6 separate regions of the Mus musculus genome follow, and all the other regions are linked to region 4. A link is a contact called in public Hi-C, HiChIP or PLAC-seq and promoter capture Hi-C data. All regions are on one chromosome and are shown on one strand. The core of a region is the stretch at or near the end of the contact, and the rest is flanking DNA. Distances in the headings are between cores, read along the strand shown. Region 1 holds the start of Ier3 (immediate early response 3). Region 2 holds the start of Vars2 (valyl-tRNA synthetase 2, mitochondrial). Region 3 holds the start of Mdc1 (mediator of DNA damage checkpoint 1). Region 4 holds the start of Ppp1r11 (protein phosphatase 1, regulatory inhibitor subunit 11). Region 5 holds the start of Ddr1 (discoidin domain receptor family, member 1). Region 6 holds the start of 2310061I04Rik (RIKEN cDNA 2310061I04 gene).

Region 1 (2,700 bases), core at 75-2,574, 1.1 Mb before region 4:
TCTCTCTCTTTTTTTTTTCTTTTTTTTCTTTTTTAGTTTTTCGAGACAGGGTTTCTCTGTATAGCCCTGGCTGTCCTGGAACTCACTCTGTAGACCAGGCTGGCCTCAAACTCAGAAATCCACCTGCCTCTGCCTCACAAGTGCTGGGATTAAAGGCATGCACCACCACGCCCAGCGATATGTCTCATTTTTACTTTATGCATATGAGTCTTTTGTCTTTGAGTATGTATGTGTACCACATGCATGTAGATGCCTACAGAGATCAAAAAGGGAAAAGGGCATCAGATCTCCTGGGACTGGATGCGAGATGCCACTTGAGTTCTGGAAACTGATTCCAGGTCCTCTGCAAAAGCAGCAGTGTTCTTAAGAACTGTGCCACCAGTGTCTCCCCCCCCCCCCCTTCTATGTTATGGTTTTGGTTTGTTTGTTTGTTTGTCGTTTGAAACTGGAGCTTGCTTTGCTGTGTCTTCCTGCCTCCGCTTGGCAGGCTGGGAAGAGGGCTGAAGTTTCATGTTGTGATGGGTAGTTTCCACCACACTTTCACTCGGACTGTTAGAGGTGCTCAGAAATGTTGACTTCTGTGTTCAGGGAAAGCGGTCTCTCAAGCATTACGGGGATCCCGTGGGTTCCTAATGGTGCTATTGACGACGGGCACAAAGTCTCATAATTTTAGAAACTTCACTTATTTTGTGACCCACCTAGTATGGGGCAAAGGCAGGAGCTTCGGACTTCCTGTCTTCCCTCTATCCCTTTGAATAGCGTCTCGGGAGTGTCCCTAAGTAACCATTGCAGTTTTGTGTCCGTGTGCTCTGTTGAAATCTCTGTGATGTGTGTATGGTTTTCACGTGAACGGAGGCAGGCAGAGCCCGGTCTGTGGGTTCTAGTGTGTTCTTTATCTTCTTGGAAGTTTGTGCAATGACTTCCCTCCTGTTTCCTGCGCATACCTCCAAGTAAGTACGTGAATGTGTTTTCTGTGGTCCCTTGATCTTGCTGGACTTCACTAAGGAGGGTGGCTGGACCATCTGCTACGTGTCTGAGAGCCCCTCTCTAGCTACCTCATGTCCGGACGTGAGCTTACTCCCAATGTTTTTACCCACAAGCATTCACTACTCCCAGGAAAGAACGTGCACTGGGGCACCTAGAGAATAACCAATCAAGGCTCCGCCTACATTTTGCTTCCTCCTTGGAATTTCCAGCCCCTTGCAGCCAACTGCTCCCCAGCTGCGAAGGGCGGAGTTCCCCCCGGCCCGGCCCCTTCTTTGGCTCTATAAGTAGCTCTGCTTTGCGGGGGATTTGCACTCCTCTACACTCTCTGCACAACGTCTAAATTATGTGCCACTCGCGCAACCATCTCCACACCATGACTGGCCTGAGGGCCCCTTCTCCAGCTCCCTCCACCGGCCCGGAACTCCGGCGGGGCTCTGGTCCCGAAATTTTCACCTTCGACCCTCTCCCGGAGCGGGCCGTGGTGTCCACCGCGCGTTTGAACACTTCTCGCGGGCACCGAAAACGCAGCCGAAGGGTGCTCTACCCTCGAGTGGTGAGTATCGCCCGAGTGGGCATCAGGAGGTCGCGTCGCCCTGGAACTTGTAGGTAACAACTAGGCGCAGGGACCTTCGATCTGACGTTTCCCTCTTTTATCTGCTCAGGTCCGGCGCCAGCTACCAACCGAGGAACCCAACATTGCCAAGAGGGTCCTCTTTCTCCTGTTCGCCATCATCTTCTGCCAGATTTTGATGGCTGAAGAGGGTGTGTCGCAGCCCCTGGCTCCGGAGGATGCTACCAGCGCCGTGACACCTGAGCCCATTTCTGCGCCCATTACTGCGCCCCCGGTCCTCGAGCCTTTGAACCTGACCTCGGAGTCCTCGGACTATGCGCTGGATCTTAAAGCTTTTCTCCAGCAACATCCGGCGGCCTTCTAAACGCGATGGGTCACAGTCCGAAGAAACAAAGGCACCATGGATGGGTACCTGGTGCGAGAGAACGTATCCCAAACTGGGATTTCTAAGGCAACGCTAACTCAGAACACTACCGCCAAGAGACACCGCGGGTCCTGGCTAGGCCCACTGGGGACGGACAGAGACTTTCTCCGTGTCTAATTAATATTTATGTATTTATGTATATCCTCCTAGGTGAAGGAGGGGTGTATGTAATATTTATTCTAACTTATGCAGGGGTGCGAGATATGCCTCCCTGCTGTAACACAGATATTTATTACGATTTATAGGGTCGGTAAGACAGAGTTGTGGGAGGGAGGACCCGGGTGGTAGGACTCCCAGCTTGGGGATTAGTCTGGGGGGGGTGTAATAAGATTAGGGGTAACACTCCGTCTTCCAGCACTTCAACTCTGTAGTCTGTTGTAAGGCTTTGGAAGACCCTTGGGAATCCGGCCTTTGATGTCTTCTGGTTGCTTCTCAGGGGCAGCTGCAGGAGTCTTGGGTCCATGGATTGTCAGAGGGCGGCTGTCTGGGGTCGCCTAGTATGTATGTTCTGTGAACACGAATAAACTTGATTTGCCTGTCATTATTATCTGCAGTTCTCGAAGTGTATCATTCAAGCGGGGGGGAGGGGGGAGTGGCGGGAGGATGTGACTAGGTGCCCAGTCCTCACCCTTTCTTGGGTCCTGAACTCTTTCTTGGAGTTACAGACCTATATCCGGTCACCGGATGCAGTCATACATTGCTGGGTGTGCGGTTTTCC
Region 2 (2,713 bases), core at 1-2,500, 1.3 Mb before region 4:
AGAACTTCAAGAAGGCCAGGTGTAGTGGCACACGTGTGAAAAGGCAGAGGAAGGCAGATCTCTGAGTTTGAGGCCAGCCTCGTCTACAGAGTTCCAGGACGGCCAGGACTACGTGGAGAAACAGTGTCTCAAATTTATTATTATTATTATTATTATTATTATTATTATTGAAATCCAACACGGGGGAGGCAAAAAGAAAACCAGGGGCCGAAAGAAATAAACATCAACTGTGAAGTTAGCCTGTGCCCACCAAGTTCAAGGGCCACTCACTCTGTCTTAAGGACCTCATAGAAGCCCTCTGCCGCGCACTGACCTGATACTCTGGTTTGAAGAAGCCCTCTCGCACCCACCACTGGTACCAGGCCGCTTCAACATACTGGGGACTGTAAGCAGGAGGCAGGGGCCCAGAAACATCTGTGGAAGCAGAACAGAGATCCACTACTGAACTGCATGTTAGCAGACCAAAGAGCAACAACATCGCAAAACACACCCTACACTTTACCTTTCTTTTCACCTGGCCCGGTGGGGATTTCATACAATACTACCTCCTTGTGACTCCAGGCCTTAGTGGGCACTGCAGGTATCTGCAGGGAGGAAACAGGGTGTGTGTGTGTGTTGCGGAGTGGGGGTGGAGGCTGCAATCCCCAATACACCACAGTCATCTGGATCCCTGCGCCAGTCTCTTTCAGCCCCTTCCCAAGTCTTGGGAGACCCAAGGACTGACCCCTGACCTTGCTCTTCTCAGCTAGCCCAGCCTCCAGGGCCGCCTGTTTCTCGCGCAGGCGCTTCTGTTTGGCTTCACGGTTCCTCCGAGAGACAGGGGAGCCGTGGGGCTCCGGCTGTGTACAAAGTGCCTGGGGCCTGGAAAGACCCCATGAGGGCCTCAGCCCCCAGAGCGGTGGCCGGAAAGAGGCCAGAGGCAAATGAGGCATCGGGAGTGTTTGGGAAGGGATGGAGGTCTGCTCACTACGAGGCCATGGGATGCAGGAGGTCGCAACCCTTCACTCCCATCCGCAGGACCCTCTCTCACTCTACGTCCTTCCGCCTAGGGGCGGAGCGCACGGTGTGGACAGCACTCTGGAATCACTGAAACCAGGGCGTCCAGAGAAGGCGGGAGCTCTGCCCGTCACCGGGCACTGACGCGGACACGAAGGTTGGGGTTCGGAAGCCTGGGACCACCCCCACCCCCGCAACCTCGGCCATGCGCCTCTAACTCGAACGTCCCGGCGAACTCAGAGCCGATAGGTGCATGGCGAGGTGCGCGCGCATGCGTGGGCGGGGACACGCAGGCGCATGCGTAAAAGACTCTCGCTCCTCCGGCTTTCTGGCTAGAAGCGGGTATCACTGCGTTGGGTAGGGAAACGCCGGCAGACGTCTGAAGCCGCGTAGATTTTTTTCCATAATTTTATTAAACAAGAAATATCCCGGTGTGTAAACAAAATACATCTGAGTTGGAAAGCTGCCCGCCCGGGGCTGGACCTGGCCGGCTCAGGAGCTGTGCTTCTGCCGCTTCCAGAAGCGCTTGACGTCGCTGTGCCCTGCCGGCGTCACCACCATCAGCCGCTTGGCCGAGTTCTCGAACACAAGCACGCCCAGCTCCCGCGCGTGGGCCAGCAGCAGTTCAAAGTCCACTTGCGACAGGAACTGGTTATACAGGACGCCTGGGGTCGGGTGGGACAGGCAGGAGGTGAGGGGCTGCAGTGGTCTCTGCCCCTCCAAGCAGCATGCAGGCAGGGGCTGCAGGCCACAGTTCTTAGGACTAATTCTCTACGGATAGTCGACTGTTCAACTTTAACACCTGTGGCATCCAGACACTCGAAAAGACAGCAGAATCCACAAGAAAAGCCACGCAAACCCACCTAAAGAGAAGACTGAATTACCCTGCCTCTTATCCCCTCACCTAGCTTAATTCAAACTGCACTGATTTGGGACATATTTCCTGCTACTAATATACCAAAATAAAAGATCAGTCTTCCTCTCCTTCCCTTTTGAGAAACAAATACGAAATGCACAAAACTTTTGCGTGAAATTGCTGGCCTTACCTCTTTAGCCAATGATTGAGATTAGGTCAGCGGAAGCCACTCACCTTCAGTGAACCGGAGTCTGTCCCTTTCCAGCTCCCACAGCCGAATCTGGTCTGTTATGGTGGGGGGCAGCACAGGATTCTGCAGGACAAGGGTGAGGCTATAGGACCTGGCTTCTCATCCATCCTCTCGCGGCTAGGTGCCCAGGCTGCCAGCCCCCCTGAGTCTTGGTACCCAGTCATACCTGTTTGAGCATCACTGGATGTGCCCTTGTCCTTAGGAAATGGATTATCTAGGAAAACACAAGAATGTAGAAAATCGGGCTGGCGAGATGGCTCAGTGGGTAAGAGCACTGACAGCTCTTCAGAAGATCCCGAGTTCAAATCCCAGCAACCACATGGTGGTTCACAACCACTGTAATGAGATCTGACGCTCTCTTCTGGTGCGTACTTATGTATAATAAAACTTTAAAAAAGAAGAATGTAGAAAGTCATCTGAGCTAATGTCACTGAAACAGCATCTCTGTTCTCCTAGCCACAAGCCTGACAAGACCCAGGCCTGTTCTACTGTTACTTTCAGGTGCACCTCCTGCGAGTCCCTCTATGATGCATCTGTTCTCTCCATAGTCTTGCCTTGTTTTTCTTTCTTTAAGATGGCAGTAGCAACCATATCTCAGCAGGCTCTAAGCT
Region 3 (2,700 bases), core at 88-2,587, 1.1 Mb before region 4:
GTGTTGTACCAGTGAAAGGAAGGAGGATCCCTGTGAGTTCAAGGCTGACCTGCTAAGTTAGTTAGTTCGAGGTTAGCGGAGGCACATAGTGAGACCCTTCTTTGGCTTAAAGAAAATGAATCAAAGACATGCAATCAACATACAGCTCAAGTCATCTTTTAAATAAAAGAACATTTAACCGGGTAGTGGTGGTGTACACCTTTAATCCCAGCACTTGGGAGGCAGAGGCAGGCAGATTTCTGAGTTCGAGGCCAGCCTGGTCTACATAGTGAGTTCCAGGACAGCCAGGGCTACACAGAGAAACCCTGTCTCGAAAAACAAAAAACCAAAACAACAACAACAACAACAAAGAACATTTAAGTTACATCAATACTCCTTTATTCATTAAAAATATTTCAATTTTGGTTATGCCAACAATGAAAGCGATTATTGATTATTTCGTGCTACTTGAATTTGTCTCATTTACTTTAGGAACACGGATAAGTCATCCAACTTAAAGCTTCAAACGTCTGGCGATTTATTATGGACATATTGAAAAAACCAACGGGAAAGAACTATACAAGCCACTTTCCTGGAATACCTTCATGTTTTATTATAATGAAATAAATTATTTTATTATACTTTTCTCCTCTTTTGAAAGACGACGACAGACTTTGAGGTTTTAGCAAAACAGCTTGCTGTATTTAGGATCTTCCATTTAGGAAGATGACCTCAAAATGTCCGTCATTGGCCAGGCGTGGTGGCACACGCCTTTAATTCCAGCACTCGGGAGGCAGTGGCAGGCGGATTTCTGAGTTCGAGGCCAGCCTGGTCTACAAAGTGAGTTCCAGGACAGCCAGGGCTATACAGAGAAACCCTGTCTCGAAAAACCAAAAAAAAAAAAAAAAAAAAAAAGTCCGTCATTTTATACATTAATACGTACATACATAGATGTGGAAGAAAAGCAAGTAAACAGTCCAAATCAAACGGAAATAAAATCCCTCTGCAATAGGGAGTTCTAAAGTGCCACGCCTACAGGGTGTTTTCCAATCTGCAGCCTCCAGCCACGACTGCTGCCTGCAACCCCCCATTTCTCGTGAGTCAGCTGGCGCCATTTCTGGGATGACCGAGAAGGGCGCTCTGGCCTTGGAATGACTTCTATGATAGAGCCCTTCTAGCCGCCGCCGGTAACTGGCGCCAGACTCTCTGGTAGGCGTTTGGAAATCTGCGCGGGAAGTAGTCCGTGGATGACGTAGCGACGGAGGGTTGGCCTAGGGCACTACCCAATCACGGTGCGGGATTCTCAGGCCACACCCTCCTGATTAGCGTTTTCTTCAGCCTGTTTCCCGCCGGTAGCCGCACATTTGAGCTGTGAGGAGGTGAGGCAGGGGCGGGGCTTCCGACTTGAATCAATCGGCGCGCTTCCAGCAGTAAAAGACAGTTCCAGGAGCCAATCAGCCCACCGACTCTCTTCCGGGATTCGCACTCCCGCCACCTGGTAGCGGCCGTTACTGGTGGCGCGCGCGCGCGGATTCAGTCGGTGAGTTCGGCAGCCCGCGCCCGGGTTACCATCTTTGATTCCTCCTGAGGGCGGGAGGGGCGTGCCCTAGGTGTCACTGGGCTGAGGTAATTTGGGTTGCGGTTTTAGGTTTTTTTATGCTAATCCTTGCTTGGCGCCCTGGCCCGGGTGTAGGTTTGGTGACACGGAAACCTTAGGCCACGAGGGAACGAACTCCAGCGTAGGTACCAAAGATGGTTGCCCTTCACTTGGAGCAAAGGGTCGTAGGCGTCTGCTGGGTTGGCAGGACGGAGTTTACTTCTTGGGGTACACTACTTTTCCTTTCAGCGTTTTCCCCGTGTGTGACATCTTTATAGGTAAAATCCACCCATGCAGTTTTGAATTTCTGTCTCTAGTTTGTCTGTTAGTAACGCCGGCTATGTAGTTACCATGAGAGCAGGATTCATTTTGAGGATGCATGCCCAAATACTGACCGGTACCAGGTGTGCATAATTCCTGCAGAGTAAATAGGACGGACCCGAGTAGGGGAGGTGGGGATGTAGATACAGTTCCACCCGTACTGATCTGGAAAGAGATGTCAAAGACAGAAAGGGGGCCGGGCGGGCGTGGTGGGGCACGCCTTTAATCCCAGCTCTGGGGATGCAGAGGCAGGCAGATTTCTGAGTTGGAGGCCAGCCTGGTGGTCTACAGAGTGAGTTCCAGGACAACCAGGGCTACACAGAGAAACCCTGTCTCGAAAACAAGCAAACAAAGACAGAAAGGGTCTTGCCAAGGAGCTACTTTAATTCTGTGAACTTAGCAGCCACGAGAAAACGCTAGGAGTGATTTAGAGACGGTCCTTAACCCATCTATGTTGACGTTTCTCATCTGGGAAAAAAAAAAAAAAAAGAACAACCATACTTTTACAGGGTTCTTCTCAAGAACAAATGAATCAGTCAACCTAATGTGTTAAAACTGTTTAACATATAAACCCCTCTTTATATGTTAGCTTCTCTGGTTCTTTGCACTTCAAGCTGAAGTATGCTGATGAGAGTGTATAAACTGGGGGCTTTGTGACTCATTTCTATTTACATGCTGTGTTATTCTGAGCAAATCAATTTTTGGAGTTATTACTTCCCTGTCTCGTTTGGCTATTATGCCTGATACAACACAATACTCAATAGAGGATTATGAAATCAATTAGGGAGTGGTAGATGGGCTTT
Region 4 (2,700 bases), core at 101-2,600:
GGAGACATCTCTGTTGGTAAAGCTCTTTTGGTGCAAGCATGAAGACCTGAGTTTGATCCCTTGTATCCACGGGAACAAAAACAACAACAAAAAGTCAAATGTGGTGGTGGTGGTGGTGCAAAAAGGCAGATCTCTTGCTAGCCAGACTAGCCTATTTGGCCAGCTCCAGGCACAATGACTCTGTATCATAAGTAAATAAATAAATAAATAAATATAGACCATGTCTCAGACATCTGAGGTTAACTTCAGGCCTACACACACACACACACACACACACATATCAAAATAAAACAAATATCCAAAACCCTCCTTCTACAAAAAAGCCTTCATTCTTTCTTCTCTCATCTTCAAGCCCAGGGCTCCCTAATCCTATCCACTTATTCTTTAACATTCTGGCATCTCTGGTAATAACTGCTAAACTACTAATCTCCTTCAACCCAGACATTGTCAAACCCAACGCATCTTTCTCCCTTTGAAAGCAATTTGTTTTTGCAAAAGTTGTTTGCTCATTTGCTTCTCTCCTCCCTGATCTGCCAAAACACACTTCACCTTATTTTCTTGTTTCCTCATTTCCTCCGCTTTAACACGCACCCATTCCATGACTATCTATTGGTAAGCACTATTGGTAAGTACTCGTTCTGTACATTTGCCTCCAAAACCACGCCTTCTCAAATGGCGTTTCACTTCCTCCCAGTACCTTTCTGGCTCCTTAACCCAGTTTCCGTTTATTACGTACATAGACCACCACCCCAAGCCTTAACACCTATACTCTAATTGTAACTACGGATTAAACAATCCTTGACCAGTCACTTGAACCATTTGAGCGGCTCCAAGCATCTCTATTTAGTTCCTTGCGATTTTCCCAATAAGAGTAAACCCCACATGATGTCCCAGATCCCAAACCCACCAACTTTCCAAACCCCCCTCCCCCTCCCAGTGCCTCCCAGACCCCTAAATAGACCCCCTGCCCGCCTTTCTCACTGGCTCGGTTGTCTCGGTAACCGTTGTCTCAGTAACCGTTGTCTCAGTGACGGTCTCACTTATCCCGGCCCCTGTCTCCGCCATGGCTAAAGCGAAAAGCGAGAAAGCGGGATGAGACACCCTTTCCTTTTTCTGAGCCTCAGAGATCTAAGAGAACCGGTACAAGACTCGGAGTAGAGGCCAGGATGCTCTAGCTTCTTAATCTCCCCTACTCCTCCACGGCCTCTGCTTCCCCACCCCTGGGGAAAACCTGTCCAACCCCACTTCCGGCCTTTCACTTCCGGTTGTGACGCATCCTGCAGAACACAGTTTCCCTTCCCCACCACCGCCTGGGTCAAAGCAGGCGTCGCCAGAATAGTTCCGCCGTAATGCAATAGTGCGCAGACGCTGAGGTTGGCAGAAGTGATGTCATAGTGGGGGGGGTGGGGCTAGGCAAGGCTTAAGTTCATTGGCTGGTCAACTCGAGGCCGTTGTGCTGAAAGGATGAGGTCTGTGTGCCTAGAATCCTTACCCTATCTGCTGTATCCATAAGCTTAGGTGAAAAAATTAGGTGGGACAGGGAGCTATCTCCAAATTCCTTTTTATCATTCTGTCAAGGAGCGGTTTTCCAGGAGCAGGAAATACACTGGGTTCTAGCCGTCTCCCTGTTTGTTGATATCCCAGTGAAGGTACACTAAACCTGAAATTTTTTGACTGTAGTAGGCCCTAAGATTAAAGCCTGAAACACCTAGATTACCATTTAGCTCCCAGTTTGAGGAATGCAAAGGTTAGATGCAGGGGGCAGAGTAACAAATCCAAATTCATCTGGTTAAATTTTGTTAAATCTCTCCACTATCCATCCAAAAATACCAGTTTTTGTTTCCTTACAATGAGAAACTAGATTTAGATAAGATATATGTATAATACATATAAGTGCATCTTTTTTGTATTGTCCTTGTAATGGTTTTCATTTAGGCTTACTATGCTCGAGAGTCCAAACGGGGGGAGGGGGCTCTAATTTGTAAGCTCCTAGCTTGTACAAACTGTCGTGGCAGCCCGCCTACCTCTTTTAACCAGACATTGAAGGTTTTTTTTTGTTTGTTTGTTTGTTTGTTTGTTTGTTTTGTTTTGTTTTCCCAAATAGGGTTTCTTTGTGTAGCCTTGGCCCTTTTGGAACTCTCTCTGTAGACCAGACTGGCCTCAAATTCAGAAACTTACCTGCTTATGCCTCCTCCAGTGTTGGGATCAAAGGCCACCACCACCACCCAACAAAGAATTATTTTATTATTATTATTATTCACTTTACACCCTGTTCACTGCCCCTCTCCCAGGTACTCCCTCCCACAATCCTTCCCCCATCCCCATCCCCTTCTCTGAGTTGGGTGGGATCCCCCTGGCTATCCCCACACCCTGACACTTCAAATCTCAGCGACACTAGGTGCTTCCTCTCCCACTGAGGCTAGACAAGGCAGCCCAGCTAGAAGAACCTGTCCCATGTACAAGCAACAGCTTTTGGGATTGTCCCTGATCCAGTTGTTTGGGACCCGCATGACAACCAAGTTGCACATCTGCTACATATGTGAGGGGAGGACTAGGTCCAGCCCATGTATGCTCTTTGCTTGGTAGTTCAGATTCTGAGAGTCCTAAGGGTTAGTTGACTCATTTGGTCTTCCTATGATGTTCTTATTCCCTTTGGGACTTGAAATCCTTCTTTCTATTCTTCTATAAGAGTCCCCAAGC
Region 5 (2,700 bases), core at 1-2,500, 1.3 Mb before region 4:
TGTGCGTTTGATTTCTTTGTGTTGCTTTGGGGCGGGGAGAAGGACTGGTTAGTTGCTTGGGTTTTGTTGTCTCACTGTGTAGCCCTGGCTAGCCTGGAACTCAGAGAGATTCTCCTGCCTCTGCCACTCGAGTGCTGGAACTAAAGACCTGTACTCCTAACAGCAAGATAGTTGGTTGGGGTTTTTGTTTGTTTGTTTTGTTTTGTTTGAGACAAGGTCTCAAGTTCAACTACGATGCCAAGGAAGGCTGACCTTCAGTTCTTTATCACCAGAGGCTAATTACAGGTGTGTGCCACAAACCCCGAGGTAATCTATAAAGTCAGATCTCACCATTTAGCGAATACTAAACGGCAGACACAAGCTCCTATAATCAGAAGACAAAGTGAGCCACACGCAGGCCCTGAGGTACAGGATCCTCAGAGAACGGAGCCACCCACCCCCAAACATCCAGAGTGACTGAGCCAGAGGGAAGCCAAGAGCAGGCAGGAACAGGTGGGACTCAGGTGGGAAGAACAGCAAGAAAAACAAGGACCATCTCTCCCTGTTCTCAAGCATTCTACTGTGTGTGACCTGTCCCTACAGTGAGTGCCACACGAGTCTGGACACACCTCCATCCTTCTCAGCCACTCAGTTGTAGGCCAGCCGGGCGGTGGCTGGGAGAGGGGGTGCTGAAAAGAATTGCCTGGCCAGAAAGGGAGCCTGGGAGCGTTGCTCATTGGGCGGTGACCTCGTCTCTTGGCACAACCCGGCAACCACGGAGCGTGGCTGGTCTGGTAGGTTGGGCGTCAGGCTGGCTCCCTCTGGCCTGGGCAGCTTAACCGAGCATGTCCGTAAGCATGGCACCGGAGGTTGAGGGGTAGGCACCGATAGGATGACTCAGTGGGCTACATATGCGCGCACCTGTCCTCTTGGAGTTAGGTTCTCCCCTCACCCAAGAAAAGAGAGGTCCTCGCTCTCTTTTCGGAATAGTTTCTCGGAAAGTCAGGACCCTCTGCTTTGGATGGAGAGTCAAAATCCCGGGGCAGCAAACATAACTGGGGTTCCCCAACCCGCTCCCCTTGCCTCTTGCTCGTCCCCGCCTCAGTCCCTACCTCTCATGGCTCTCCGGGGCGGACCCGGGCGTCAGGCCCCGGCTTGGGGCCTCCTCGGCGGCGGGGCGCGGGAGGGGAGCGCAGGCGCCGGCGGGGCTCGGGTGTCGGGAGGCGGCTCCCGCGAGCAGCTGTCGGGGGCCTGTTCCGGGGAGAGGAGCCAGCGCGGGGCCGGATCGCGCCCAGGCGCCGCCTCCCCGCGCCCGTCCCCCGCCGGTACTCCCGCCCCGGCGCCCGCGCTCCCACGCCCGGCGCCGCCCCTCGCTCCTCTCCTAGTGCGGTACCCGCCCTGCAAGTGCTCCCCAGCGCGTAGCCTCCACTAGGTGATCCGCACGCCCATCCCCCGCCACCCCGATGCTGGGGTACAGCAGCACCATCAGGGGCCCGCTAAGCCCCCTAGGGACCCCGCGCGGTGGCTCGGGGGTGGGGAGAGTTGGCGCCGTCCCTCCTCCCCTTTTTCTGGGCTCGGTTCCTGGAGAGAGGGAGAGAAGCACGGAGAAGCGGCCCCAGGGCACGCAGGAAGGAACGGGTTCCCACAGGCCCAGCACCGGAGCGAGAGCTGCAGCCCGGCTGGGGGAAGGGAGCCGGGCTCACCTGTCTAGCCAGACCCTCTAGGTTCACACTCCACCCCATTTGTCACCATTTGGCACACACCCCTCCTCCGGATCCCAACCTAAATCACTCCCCCCATCCCCGCGCGCCCCAAGTCTGAGAGCCGGTCACACTCTTTTAGTCTCAACTTTTTTCTGTTCCCTTCTTCCAGAACCTCTCCCCAGCTTGGCAGCTCCCTCCTGTCTTCTCAGGATCCCTGAGATTCAAACCCCCAAGCTCCGGATCCCCCTGGGATCCCTGCTTCATCCAGGCTAACTCTGCAGTCTTTCTCAGGCAAGCCTCCCTCAGTCCCAGTCAGTCAGCTCGGTCCCTGGTGGAAGCCGCAGAGTCTGGCTTCTGGCAAGGAGAAGGGCAAAATGGAGCCAAGACGAGGTGGGGGTGGGGGAGGAAGATAGATAGGCGCCCTGAAAAATAAAGACACTGCCCAAAGCACAGGAACGCATGACCCAGGGATACAAGGAGACAATGAACGGAGAGAGCTGCTGAGCCATGGACCGGAGAGATAGAGGCAGGGAGGACAACAGAGCTAGTGTGGGAGTGTGGGAGGTGTTCCGTCCCATTCAGCACCACCTGTCATTCCTACCTCTCTCCAACGCCACCCCCCCCCCCATACCTGCCAAGTCCCCGGATAATGTCAGGTCACAGTAAAGTCTCCGGTCTCACCACCCGGTTACAAACACATCCCAACTGACTCAAAACTCACACCCAAAAAGCATTTCCAAAGAGTCTCAAGAAAGACACGAAGTCCAAACAAACCAAGACAAGTACACACAAAAAACCTACCAGGAAGATAAGCTGCCCCTAGGGAGAAGCCAAGGCAGGCTGGGTCTCCAGTTTACAAACCCAGGGACGTTCCAGCTGCTGAAGGACCTGCTAATGGCTCCCATGGCCACTGGGAGAACTGCCTACGACCTTTTCACCTAGACCTTAGGGGACACCCACCCCGACTCCCCAAATCACCTACCCCTCTGCAGACAGCGATTGGAAATCTGGGTCCTGC
Region 6 (2,700 bases), core at 168-2,667, 1.1 Mb before region 4:
TAGGAGGATGTGAGGGTGGTAGTGACCGGTGAGGAGGAAAAGATGGAGAAGTCGGTGGAGTGGAGTGGGGCCAGAGCGGGGGGAATGGTAGAGGTCGAGGAGAGAGCTGGTCCTAGGGAAAAGAGAACAAAAAGAAAAAAATCAGACATCTAAGCATGGTGGTGTAGGGGCTACCATGGATTCCAGGCCAGCCAGGGCTACACAGACCTAGTTTTAAAAAACAAAACCAAACAAAGGAACAAGAAATCAGCTCATGCTCCTCCACCCCAGCTGGGCTGATCAGAAGCTTCAAGTCCTACCTGCAGAAGAGAGTTTACCAGAGGAAAGGGAGACATGAGGAAAGAGCGCAGGAGGACAACAGCACCAGGGCCACCGTCCCCAACTTTAGAAAGAACACCTATGATTCCATCATTATCCTGGTTTACTGCTCCATGGGAGAAATGATGCGATCTATATATAACATGTATCAGGATTCTGAAATAGAGCTGTGCAGGGCAAAGAACATCCAAGTGAAGGTGTGAATAGTTCTGAGTTGACTCTGTTGGAACCTCTGGGCACTCTGCCTGCACCTCAGTTTCCAGTAAATAGAGGAGAGGCCTATATAACAGGATGATGAATGTATAAACTTCGTCACCCATAAAGTAGTACATAAACGGAAGCTATTATCATTATATATTACATATATATTCTATATTATCATTTTCTGCACCATTAAATGACAATCGGGCCGATTGCTGAAGGGTGAACTCGGTCACTAACGCTGCTACTGCAAGGATGGCAGGTCACCCGAGGTCAAGCCTGATTCCAAGTCCCTTGGCGCCCAGGAACCCCAGGGGCAGGGGGTCCATGGGGCCTGGCCGAGCCCTCTGGGAGCCTTCCCCGTCGCCGGGGGCGTGGCCGTGCTCCCGCCGTCCCCCGGAGCCCGACCCGGTGCAGCGGCCAGCCTTTCGGGCAGGACCGTTCTGCAGGTGCACCACAGGCCCGCAGTTCCGGCCTCTCTGCCCTGCCCTTCAAGTCACCTCCAGGCACAGGTAAGAACGGCGGGGACCGGGGCCACCCGGGATAGCCGCTCCCCGGACCTCACCGGGAACGCCGGCCCTAGCGGGCCCCGCGCCCCTCACACGTGCAGCACACGGGTGGTCAGGGGCGGCGGGGGCCTCTGCGCCTGCGCGGCCCGGCGCCCCGCCCCTCGGCCGGCTCTGAGGAGGGTCTCCGCCCGCCCCTCCTCACCTGGGGTCGCGCCTGGTAGGCGCGGAGGCAGGGCCCGAGGCGCCGGGCGGCCCCCGGGCTCGGACGGTACATGGTGTTCCGGGAGTGAACGGGCGCCTCCCGCGTCCCGTCTCCGTCTCCTCGCCGGGCAGCGCGCCCCGGAGCCGGCTTCGTGAAGGGGAAAGGAGGGAGGGGGGGGCCGGGGCTAAGGGAGGAAAACGGAGAGACCGTGCGCCTGCGCACAGCGGGCCCGCAGCAGCCCAGGCGCCGCTACGCGGGAGTGCGCTTGCGCACAGCGGGCCGGGGCGCTCCCAGGGCGCCTGCGCAGCCTCTTGTCAGGCCTAGCAAAATGAGGGGAGGTAGGACTGAATATAGTTTCAGGAGAGAGACTGAGGGGCATGTGAATTTGAATAATGACAAGTCACTTTTTGTCGGTAGCTATAGTGATAACAAATAAATACTTTTATTGCTCTGGTTAAAAATAACGATACAAAGGATCTGAGGCTGACAGGCCTGTTGAATGAATGAGTGAATGAATGCATCCATACTGAGGACTAAGCTTTGGCCATGGTTACCAAGGCCTGGTGCTGCGGCGTTCCTGCAGGTTTCGAATGACCCTGGCGTTCATTATGTCCCCACCCACCGTCCAGGACTGGGGGGGTGGCGCCTGGGCCCTTGGAGCACCTGTCTGTGTAGGCTCCTCCCCAGACCCATCCAGTAACAAGACCCGATCCTCACTGGCCGACCTGGTGGGCAGGGAGATGAAGCGTGTGTTAGAGCTGCTAACGGGGAATTACGCTGAGACAATTCTTCAAGGTTGTGGGTGCAGGGTAATGTACAGACACCTGTTGGGTTTTAAGGCTGGGACAGTTACCACGGTGTCCAAACTTAAGTACTCAGAGCACGACAGAGGGGAAAAACACCAGAATTCAAGCCACAAGGAAGAAGGCTTATACGACGTTAGGTAGAAAGATGTGTGGGGGAAACTGGTATCCAGTTCACACAGACTTAGGAGGAAGCAGGAGGAGTAGTGTTAGGCAGTGTCAGAAGGTGCTGGCAGCTGTTAAGGGGGAGGTGTAGACCTCACCTATCCTCCGCTTCCTGTTCCCCCTGCTTCCGTTCTTGGTTGCCTGTGGAAATACCAGGCATCTAGGGAGACTGTAGTCGTATGTGTGTGTGACCTATTTGGTTGGAGAATAAGAAAAAGTGGCTACTTACCTGTACCCAGGAATGAGGTATTGAATCCCCCATGGCGGCTGTAGTGGCAGCTTTGGGCTACCAGCCCCCAGGGAGTCCCCCTGTAGAAGAAACGGGAGATGAAGGGGAAGAGGCTCAGGATGAAAAGGTGGCATGGAGGGGTCAGAGGAGAAAGGAGGGATAGCGTGGGAACAAAGACGATGGGCAGCTACCTCCCTAAAGGATTCTTGTCTAAGACTTCTAGCAAAGGTAGGGGAGGGCTTATTTTATACTTCAAGATTTCCTGTACCATCC

What was found. Promoter capture Hi-C pulls out the DNA fragments that hold promoters and counts their contacts. Hi-C and Micro-C count contacts between places; a contact is called where the count stands out from the background. HiChIP or PLAC-seq counts read pairs in DNA pulled down with a chosen protein or histone mark.
Region 1: an HNF4G HiChIP or PLAC-seq map of pancreatic cancer cells shows a contact between it and region 4. The contact joins the promoter of Ier3 here to the promoter of Ppp1r11 in region 4. A contact is called at or near these places in 2 of 39 promoter capture datasets (cranial neural crest and pre-B cells) and 1 of 115 datasets of contacts at active chromatin or transcription factors (pancreatic cancer cells).
Region 2: a Hi-C map of B cells shows a contact between it and region 4, with 5 read pairs. The contact joins the promoter of Vars2 here to the promoter of Ppp1r11 in region 4. A contact is called at or near these places in 1 of 39 promoter capture datasets (pre-B cells) and 1 of 484 Hi-C or Micro-C datasets (B cells).
Region 3: a contact with region 4 is called in a promoter capture Hi-C map of pre-B cells, with 2.2 times the contacts expected there. The contact joins the promoter of Mdc1 here to the promoter of Ppp1r11 in region 4. A contact is called at or near these places in 3 of 39 promoter capture datasets (cranial neural crest, pre-B cells and stem cell-derived epiblast-like cells).
Region 5: a contact with region 4 is called in a promoter capture Hi-C map of cranial neural crest. The contact joins the promoter of Ddr1 here to the promoter of Ppp1r11 in region 4. A contact is called at or near these places in 1 of 39 promoter capture datasets (cranial neural crest) and 1 of 115 datasets of contacts at active chromatin or transcription factors (pancreatic cancer cells).
Region 6: a contact with region 4 is called in a promoter capture Hi-C map of pre-B cells. The contact joins the promoter of 2310061I04Rik here to the promoter of Ppp1r11 in region 4. A contact is called at or near these places in 2 of 39 promoter capture datasets (cranial neural crest and pre-B cells) and 1 of 115 datasets of contacts at active chromatin or transcription factors (pancreatic cancer cells).

Annotation. Positions count from the first base shown.
Region 1 is chr17:35,820,389-35,823,088 of GRCm38.p6, forward strand. It overlaps Ier3 (immediate early response 3), which reads left to right and starts at 1,325. Exons shown (of 2, transcript NM_133662.2): 1 at 1,325-1,540; 2 at 1,650-2,523. The coding sequence starts at 1,331. The coding sequence ends at 1,922.
Region 2 is chr17:35,666,342-35,669,054 of GRCm38.p6, forward strand. Vars2 (valyl-tRNA synthetase 2, mitochondrial) reads right to left here and starts at 1,251. Exons shown (of 29, transcript NM_175137.4): 1 at 732-1,251; 2 at 503-584; 3 at 314-414. The coding sequence starts at 932. It overlaps Gtf2h4 (general transcription factor II H, polypeptide 4), which reads right to left. Exons shown (of 14, transcript NM_010364.4): 12 at 2,269-2,316; 13 at 2,087-2,165; 14 at 1,387-1,661. The coding sequence ends at 1,489.
Region 3 is chr17:35,840,161-35,842,860 of GRCm38.p6, forward strand. It overlaps Mdc1 (mediator of DNA damage checkpoint 1), which reads left to right and starts at 1,338. Exons shown (of 16, transcript NM_001010833.2): 1 at 1,338-1,519.
Region 4 is chr17:36,950,442-36,953,141 of GRCm38.p6, forward strand. Ppp1r11 (protein phosphatase 1, regulatory inhibitor subunit 11) reads right to left here and starts at 1,351. Exons shown (of 3, transcript NM_029632.3): 1 at 982-1,351. The coding sequence starts at 1,065.
Region 5 is chr17:35,699,340-35,702,039 of GRCm38.p6, forward strand. It overlaps Ddr1 (discoidin domain receptor family, member 1), which reads right to left and starts at 1,251. Exons shown (of 18, transcript NM_001198833.1): 1 at 1,092-1,251.
Region 6 is chr17:35,895,961-35,898,660 of GRCm38.p6, forward strand. 2310061I04Rik (RIKEN cDNA 2310061I04 gene) reads right to left here and starts at 1,418. Exons shown (of 6, transcript NM_001033630.1): 1 at 1,231-1,418; 2 at 1-112. The coding sequence starts at 1,302. It overlaps Atat1 (alpha tubulin acetyltransferase 1), which reads right to left. Exons shown (of 13, transcript NM_001142744.1): 11 at 2,428-2,507; 12 at 2,297-2,339; 13 at 1,635-1,955. The coding sequence ends at 1,781.